Regions from separate parts of the Ovis aries genome. Here region 1 is linked to region 2. Evidence: chromatin contacts called from public Hi-C data. All regions are on one chromosome and are shown on one strand. Each heading gives the region's core, a stretch centred on a gene start, on an enhancer-like site or on the middle of the called end of the contact. The rest is flanking DNA. Distances are from core to core; before and after follow the strand shown. Region 1 overlaps LOC101123619 (cyclic AMP-dependent transcription factor ATF-7). Region 2 holds the start of LOC101123619 (cyclic AMP-dependent transcription factor ATF-7).

The links. Hi-C and Micro-C count contacts between places; a contact is called where the count stands out from the background.
Region 1: a contact with region 2 is called in a Hi-C map of hypothalamus, with 2.1 times the contacts expected there. The contact joins the enhancer-like site here to the promoter of LOC101123619 in region 2. A contact is called at or near these places in 3 of 16 Hi-C or Micro-C datasets (hypothalamus, omental adipose tissue and skin fibroblasts).

What each region holds. Positions count from the first base shown.
Region 1 is chr3:132,971,594-132,975,703 of ARS-UI_Ramb_v3.0, forward strand. LOC101123619 (cyclic AMP-dependent transcription factor ATF-7) reads left to right here. Exons shown (of 11, transcript XM_060412536.1): 3 at 2,031-2,149. Among named protein-coding and RNA genes, the nearest start is that of NPFF, 22 kb to the right of the region's middle. Within about 2 kb of position 1,823, at least 10 of the 54 cell types and tissues checked have an H3K27ac peak or open chromatin away from gene starts, as enhancers often do. A contact at or near this core is called in hypothalamus, where this site is marked.
Region 2 is chr3:132,901,961-132,905,993 of ARS-UI_Ramb_v3.0, forward strand. It overlaps LOC101123619 (cyclic AMP-dependent transcription factor ATF-7), which reads left to right and starts at 2,750. Exons shown (of 11, transcript XM_060412536.1): 1 at 2,750-3,186.

The DNA.
Region 1 (4,110 bases), core at 573-3,072, 69 kb after region 2:
TTCTTTAAGGCCCAGCTCAAGTCCCACTTTTTGAAATCTTTCCTAATTGCTCTGCCATTAATTTGTCTTTATTTCTGTAACAGTTTTATTCTCTGCCATACACGGCAGATATCTTTTGTATACTGTAATACTCTCTATATAAATTAATTTTATTTCCTCAACTAAAAAGCATCCTCTTAGTTCTCTATGGCAAGAACCATATCTTCTTTTTGGCCCAAACTCCTATACTTCTGTCTCTCCCTCTCCCCCTCCCCTAAACGTACACACAGTTTATACATATAGCAGCAAAACACAGAAAGCATTCAATAAACACCTGTTGATTTCTCTGGAATCATCAGAGTAAGCTAAGGGTTTTTTTTATATACATTTTCTGGCTGTTTGTTCAAGAATGGAAAAAGTTTATATGAGCCTCAGGTCAGAGATCCAAAAGGCCCTCTTCTGCTGTAACCATGCCCTTAGCTGCCCTGTCCTGTTCCACTTGAGTTGTGATTTTTTATGTGCCCTTACTGAAGTACTCTTTAAGCATAAGGGAATATTACCTCCACTCACCCGGGGATGGAGGGAAAGTGGCTTTATCGTTGGCCAACCAAAGCTGCCAGAGAACCTTTTAAAACTATTTTGGGAGGTTAGTGGTAAGTTTTCCAAACACTCTAATTCAGAAGAGGTTTTGTTTAAATTAAAAAAAAAAAAGTTACGTTGTTTCCATGGAAAATCCCACTGGACTATTCCCAATTGATCATGCTAGGAAGAGTGATTTTAGCCCCAGGTCTCACTCCTTAAAATATTGTTTAAATATCATTCTATCCCTATCATTCGGTTTAGTGGTTTAGAATATGAAATGAATCCCCGGGGTGATTAGCACCGCAAGGAAAACCATCATAATCGAGTTAGGACCAGAGAACAAGAATCAACTGACCTAAAAGAGAAAAGGGGCTTTCCAGGTGGCACTAGTGGTAAAGAGCCCACCTGTCATTGCAGGGGACATAAGAGATACGGGTTCAATCCCGTATTCAGGAAGATTCTCTAGAGAAGGGCATGGCAACCCACTTCAGTATTCTTGCCTGGAGAATCCCATGGACAGAGGAGCCTGGCGGGCTATAGTCCATAGGATCACAAAGAATCAGACACGACCGAAGCAACCTAGCATGCAAGAGAGGAAAACTAGAAAAACAGGATGGGGAGAGAGAAGCTCAAATCTAAAATTCAAGTCACTTGAAAACTTCCCGTGGGTTACCCAGAGCCTTCCTCTTCCCAAGGGCAGAGGCAGTGTACTGAGGAAAGATTTGTGCAGCCTCTGAGAGGATATTTTGGCTGGCAAATCTAAATCCAAATATCCTGGTTTCCGGAATTTGCTCTCCGTGCAGATCCCACGTGCATGGTCCCAGGTCTCCATGCAGTGAGGTCTATTGTTTGCAGTTTCCTTTTCTAGCTCACGATCTTGCTGTCTTGTTCCCCAGCCCCTAGATGTGCCTGGCATGCCTTCAAGAAGGTAGCAGACTCTTACCTTAGTGACAACTGAAAAACAAGGCCCCATTTCTTACTTGGTAGCTTTAGCAAGTAGACTCAGCCATCTGATCCTCAGTCTCTTCTCATCAGATTTTAGTGTCCATCTGCTTACACCTACTCACTTCAGACCTAGCAGAGAATAAGTATAAAGAGAAAATGTCTCTTAACCGTACTTGATTTTCCAACCTAAAAGTTTCACAGACTTCACCTTGGTGGGCAGTTTTGTTTTGTTTTGGGGGTGAGGGAGCTGAAACCAGCCTCTGAGAGAAAGGTGGTTACATAGATAGTCACACAACGAAACATTGTTTTGTCGTCCCTCTGCTGGCCTTGAGGCAACACAGCACAGACACCCTCTGGTGGCCTAACACCAATCTTTACTGACTAGTGCTCCATAAAAGCAAAATTTGCCTAAACACAGAGATTCTTTCCAAACAGAAGAATAAAAATGTGTTCTTGATGTGCTCTCTAGTTTTAATTTCAGATCAAAGCTAAAATAAACGTTCCTTTTCTTTTCATGTCTACAGATCAAACTCCTACTCCAACTCGATTCCTGAAGAACTGTGAAGAGGTGGGACTCTTCAATGAACTAGCTAGCTCCTTTGAACATGAATTCAAAAAGGCTGCAGATGAAGATGAAAAAAAGGCAAGAGGCGGGACTTTTGCTTAAAAAACTGGTGGTGTGCAGATCTAGGCAACTTGCACTGTGCTCTGGGATAATTTGCATAATTGGTTAAAACAACAAATTATGGGCTTGGTTCTATAGAACCAGATAATACTCACTTATCCTTGTTAGCTATTCAAGTCTTTAGGGGGTCCAGGTGATGGATAAGCACAAGTGTTGGGTCTTCATCAAAAACCAGTTTTCTTGCCCTTCTAGTGGACATTGTTCAGTAATCTATTTTTTAAATTATTTTTGTTCTGAATATGTTACTCAAATTTTGTTATACAATGGGTTTTGTTTCCAAATCCCACTCTTTTCTGCGCTAATCAGACTTCTTACCTGGATTGTTTTATTCAGTCAGCCAATCAGTATACATTTACTGAATTTTGACTCTTCTTTGTTTCAGTGTATGTAACTCCTACCTCCAAGTAACTCTGTAGTAATAGTCAAGACATTAAGCTTAAGAAAGGATGTTCTTAAAGGCCTTTCAAAGGCGATCAGACAGGATAGTGAAAGAACCAGAAATTAGGTCACTTTGGGAACATTTAAAGAAACTGCTATTTTTTATTTTTATTTTTTTCCCTGCATACACATGTATATATTTTTTATCGCATAGAAAGGATCATACTTGTCTCCTGTTTTATTTTCTTATTTTGATTTGGCCACACCCAATGGCATTGCAGGGAGAAGGCAATGGCAACCCACTTCAGTACTCTCGCCTGGAAAATCCCATGGTGGGCTGCAGTCCATGAGGTCACTAGGAGTCATGACTGAGCAACTTCACTTTAACTTTCCACTTTCATGCATTGGAGAAGGAAATAGCAACCCACTCCAGTGTTCTTGCCTGGAGAATCCCAGGGACGGGGAGCCTGGTAGGCTGCCATCTGTGGGGTTGCACAGAGTCAGACACGACTGAAGTCACTTAGCAGCAGCGGCAGCAGTGGCATTGGGATCTTAGTTCACCAACCAGGGATCAAACCCGTGCCCCCTGCAGTGGGAACATGGAGTCTTAACCATTGAACCACCAGGGAAGTGTGAAAAGAAATCTTATTGGAACAAAATTGCAGTCTTCAAATAGTTGAAGAGTTTTGTGTAAGAGAGGAGTTAAACTTACTCTCTGTGGCCCAGAAGTAGAAATAGGACCAGGATAGGAAGCTATCACAAGGTATGTCCAATTATATGGAGGTCTCTTAGGATAGATATTGTGGAGAGGATTAAACTATTGGAATCACTTCAGATTCTGAGATGCTGTGATCCTGATTTTAACCTTTATATTCAAGATCCCTAGAGAATCCTTTAATTTGAAAGATCAGAGGAAATAGTTCAAGAAGCAGAGTCAAAGAAAAGTAGTTCCCATGGAATAAGGGGTTTGGGGGCAAAAGAAAAAGTCAAAGTTTACTCTATTTTAGAATTATAATTCTGGGTTATTAGTCACTACTTAAAATCAGATATGTGTTCCATAATAATTCAGAAAAAAATCTAATATCTCTATTTCAGAACATATACACATTAACACGTGTACCTCCCATAATTGCATGGTGCAGTGAGGCGTGGAATTCCATCAGAATATAGGAAAGCCAAGACTTAAGAAAAAATTTCCAGGGAGGACTCTTTCCCTCTAAGAGGGAGATAGCAGTGAGAGAGCTTATTCTTAGGTAGGTTGATAAGGAGGCCAGGGCCCTAGAGGAAAGCTCTGAGTTGTTAAGGCAACAATCTGCTTCTACTGAGACCAGCTTTCTTTAAGTCCAGAGCTAAGGATTATACAACAAAACAGCATATCTTGCTCAATGGTATGTTTTTCCTTAAGCTCTGTATATAGTATATAATTATTATATAACAACAAAGTATCTTTCTTGGAGACATGTTTCTCATTAACAGAAACCTGACTAATCCTATTATTTTAAGATTATGTTGTGGGAGTGGGTCTGATAAGACCTTTACAA
Region 2 (4,033 bases), core at 1,500-3,999:
CTAGAGTTTGCCCAAATTCATGTCCACTGAGTTGGTGAAGTCCCCCAACCATCTCATCCTCTGTTACCCCCTTCTCCTCCTGCCTTCAATCTTTCCCAGTGTCAAGGTCTTTTCCAATGAGTCAGCTCTTCACATCAGGTGGCCACAATATTGGAGCTTCTGCATCAGTCCTTCCAATGAATATTCAGGGTTTATTTCCTTTAGGATTAACTGGTTTGATCTCTTTGCAGTCTAAGGGACTCTCAAGAGTCTTCCCTAGCAGCACAATTAGAAAGCATCAAATTTTCAGCCTTCTTTATGGTTCAACTCTCACATCCATACATGACTGCTGGAAAAACCATAGCTTTGACTATACGGACCTTTGTCAACAAGGTGATGTCTCTGCTTTTTAATATGCTATCTAGTTTTGTCATAACTTTTCTTTCAAGGAGCAAGCATTTTTTAATTTCATGACTGTAGTCACCATCCACAGTGATTTCAGAGCCTAAGAAAATAAAATCTGCCGCTGTTCCCATTTTCCCCCATCTATTTGCCATGAAGTGATGGGACTGGATGCCATGATCTTAGTTTTCTGAATGTTCAGTTTTAAGCCAGCTTTTTCACTTTCCTCTTTCACCTTCATCAAGAGGCTCTTTAGTTCCTCTTCGCTTTCTGCCATTAGAGTGGTATCATCTGCATATCTGAGGTTACTGATATTTCTCCTGGCAATCTTGATTCCAACTTGTGATTCATTCAACCTGGCATTTCAGCATGATGTACACCACATAGATGTTAAATAAGCCAGGTGATAATATACAGCCTTGATGTACTTCTGTCCCAATTTTGAACCAATCCATTGTTCCATGTCCAGTTCTAACTATTGCTTCCTGACCTGCCTACAGGTTTCTCAGGAGGAAGATCAGTTGGTCTGGTATTCCCATCTCTTTAAGAATTTTCCACAGTTTGTTGTGATCCACATAGTTAAAGGCTTTAGCATAGTCAATGAAGCAGAAATAGATGTTTTTCTGGAATTCCCATGCTTTTTCTACGATCCAGTGGTTGTTGATCTCTGGTTCCTCTGCCTTTTCTAAATCTAGCTTGTACATCTGGAAGTTCTCGGTTCACTTACTGTTGAAGTCTAGCTTGAAGGATTTTGAGCATTACGTTGCTAGCATGTAAAATGAGCACAATTGTACAATAGGGAGAAATCACCTGGATTCTGTCTACATTTCAGAGGCTAGGAAGATAAATGAGATCCTAGGCATGAAGTTCAGAAATTTGTGTAATATAAAGCCGCAAAAGGAAGTTTGAGAGAAAACAGATTCCATAGGTAATATTTTTTGAGTTAACTCTCTTTATAATTACATAACATTTTAAAAGTTTTTTTTTTTTTTTTTTAGTTGTGGTTAAAAAAAACCAACACAAAAAAACTGCACAATATAAAATTTACCACCTTGGTAACAACATGAGAAAATTTTAAATATAGCCTTTACATTTGATGCCACAGCTGTCTCTTCATAGTTCAACTCAGTACAAAGGTTACTTCTTCAGTGAGGTCTCTCAATACAGAAGTAAAGTTGCTTTCCTACTCTTGGTCACTTTCTGTCTCATTACCTTAAAGCATTCTTCACTAACTGAAATATTTATGTTTATTAACTGTCTCCCCCTCCCCAGGGAAGGGCTTCCCAGGTGGCTCATGGTAAAGATTTCGCGGGTTCTAACCCTGGGTGGGGAAGATGCCCTGGAGAAGGAAATGGCAATCCACTCCAGTATTCTTGCCTGGGAAATTCCATGGACATAAGAGCCTGGAGGGCTACAGTCCATGTGGTCTCAAAGAGTCAGATGTGACTTAGTGACTAAACAACAACCTCCTCCCCGCTAAAACTGTAAATTCTACCGGAGTAGGGAACTGGTATGTCTACTCTTCTTCCATGCCTAGTTCTTTGCACACAGTATGTTCTAAGTATTTGTTTAAATACTTTCTGAGTAATAAGTATAGTGCCTTTTAATACCAAACAAGTTTCATATAGCTTATCTCATTTGATTATTACAACTCTGAGTAAAATCGGATTGTTGGCCCCACTATAAAGATACTCAAAAGAAAATGATAGAACTCTCCACCTCCATATACAGCAACACACAGAACAGAGACTATGGCTACGGTGATGCTATTCTAAGTGCCAAGAAGAAAATACAACTACTCGACTCCTTGGAACACTGAATCACCTTGTGTAGCTGTCTCGGGTTTTCCCCCAGTTTAAAAACGATTAAAAAAAAAAATTTTTTTTTTTTTTGGCCGTCCCGCAGGGCTTGCAGGATCTTTGTTCCATTCCCAAGGGTTGGAACCCGTGGCCCCTGCAGTGGAAGCGCGGAGTCCTCATCACTGGTAGGCCAGGGAATTCCCTTCCCCTGTTCTTTAAAAAAAAAACCAACCAGCTTTATTGAGGTATATAACCTTGTCTTGTTTTTAAAGTGCGCTCTTTTGTAATAATCTAATTCTCTAGTATGAGAATACTTTGGATCTCCATTACTACAGGCACCTGTAAGCATTCCTTCTTTTTCTTTTTTTCCCCTTACACTATGCAGTCGAACACGTGTGACCAGCGCCTCGGGAACTCGCTCTGCCTCCCACCCTAGCCCTGCCCACCGAAAGTCCCGCCCCTTCTTTTTCCGGAGCCCGGCCCCTCGGCTTCTTTCCGACCTGGCTCGGCGGATCTCGCCCTTCCTCCAACCCCTCTCTACATCTCGCGAGAAGTGAGAGCGCCTGGCCGGACGAGAGAAAAGTATCTGCTCCGCTGAGGGGGGAAAGAAGGAGCTGGAGATAGATTGTGGGACCGATCGCGGGCGGGCGGGAGGCGACGGAGCTACCAGAGGGTGAGTCCTGTTAACATTAACTAGTCCATGACCTGACGGGCGTCTCCCCGTCAACTCTGGTCAATCCCAGCGTCCCAGACCGGGGTCTCCCCTCCCAGTATGTGTTGGACGGGGGCGCTGAGGCGGTGGCCGGGCCCTGTCTGAGGAAGAGGGTGGGGCATGGGCTAAGGCCGACCAATAAGAGAGAAGGAAGCTACAATTGGCGGCGACGAGCACTAATGGGAGGTCATCTTTACCTTGCGGAGTGACGCCCCTCTTCTCTCCCTCCTCCCGCCTCCTTCCTTTGGGGGGGGAAGGCGGGGCCAGAGGCCTGAAGTGTGGGGAGAACTTGGGGTAAGTAGCCCCGGGGGGCACAGGGCGTGGCAAGGAGAGGGGAGTTGAATCCTGAGGGAATGGAAGTCTAGTGGAGCCTGGAATGGGGTGGAATGGGAGAAAGGGGAAGGGTACTAAACTGGTTGAAGACGCTGGACTTCTCCAAAGAGTGGGGTTAGAGGCTTGGCATTGGAAGAGTTAGTGGTAATAGGCAGGAGGTAGGGTTGAGTAGGTGAAAACATAGCATTTGGTTTTGCTGGGAAGATAGGGAGGAATAAGTGTAAGTGAGAGCGTGGCATTTCGATTGAATTATAAGAAAAACTATCAGGGACAAGATATCAGAGGAAAAGTATGGGCATGAAGAAAATTAAGTGAATGAGTTTAGGAAGATTTAATAGGGGTGGGTGTAGTGGCCAAAAGGCATCACTTTGGGTAGGGTATGGGGGAATCCAGAGGGGTAGGAGAGGTATTTGGTTGGGAGACGGTTGATAATGGACAGGTGTTTAGCTTAGGTATCAGAAGAAGTCTGAGAAGTGATTTTAGAGCTTTTGGTGAATATGGCATCCAGTCTGGTAACCAGCCTGCAAGAAAGCTAGGATAGTGGTAAAGAGAAAAACAGAACACTTTCATCACTTCTACTCTGATTTCCTTTCTCCGTCTCTTCCTCTTCCCGACTTCATCTGTTCCTCAGCTCAGGGATGGGGGCTTGGGACTTCAGTGGCCAAGTCAAAGCCCCATCGGGAGTTATATGTTGCTCTGAATTGCTTGTTATGTTCTCTGACTGGGGTGTTTACTGCCCAGGGCACCTCCTACCCAGATTCCCGCGTTGCTACTTTCCTGACTGTAAAGTTTGTTTTCTACTTACCAG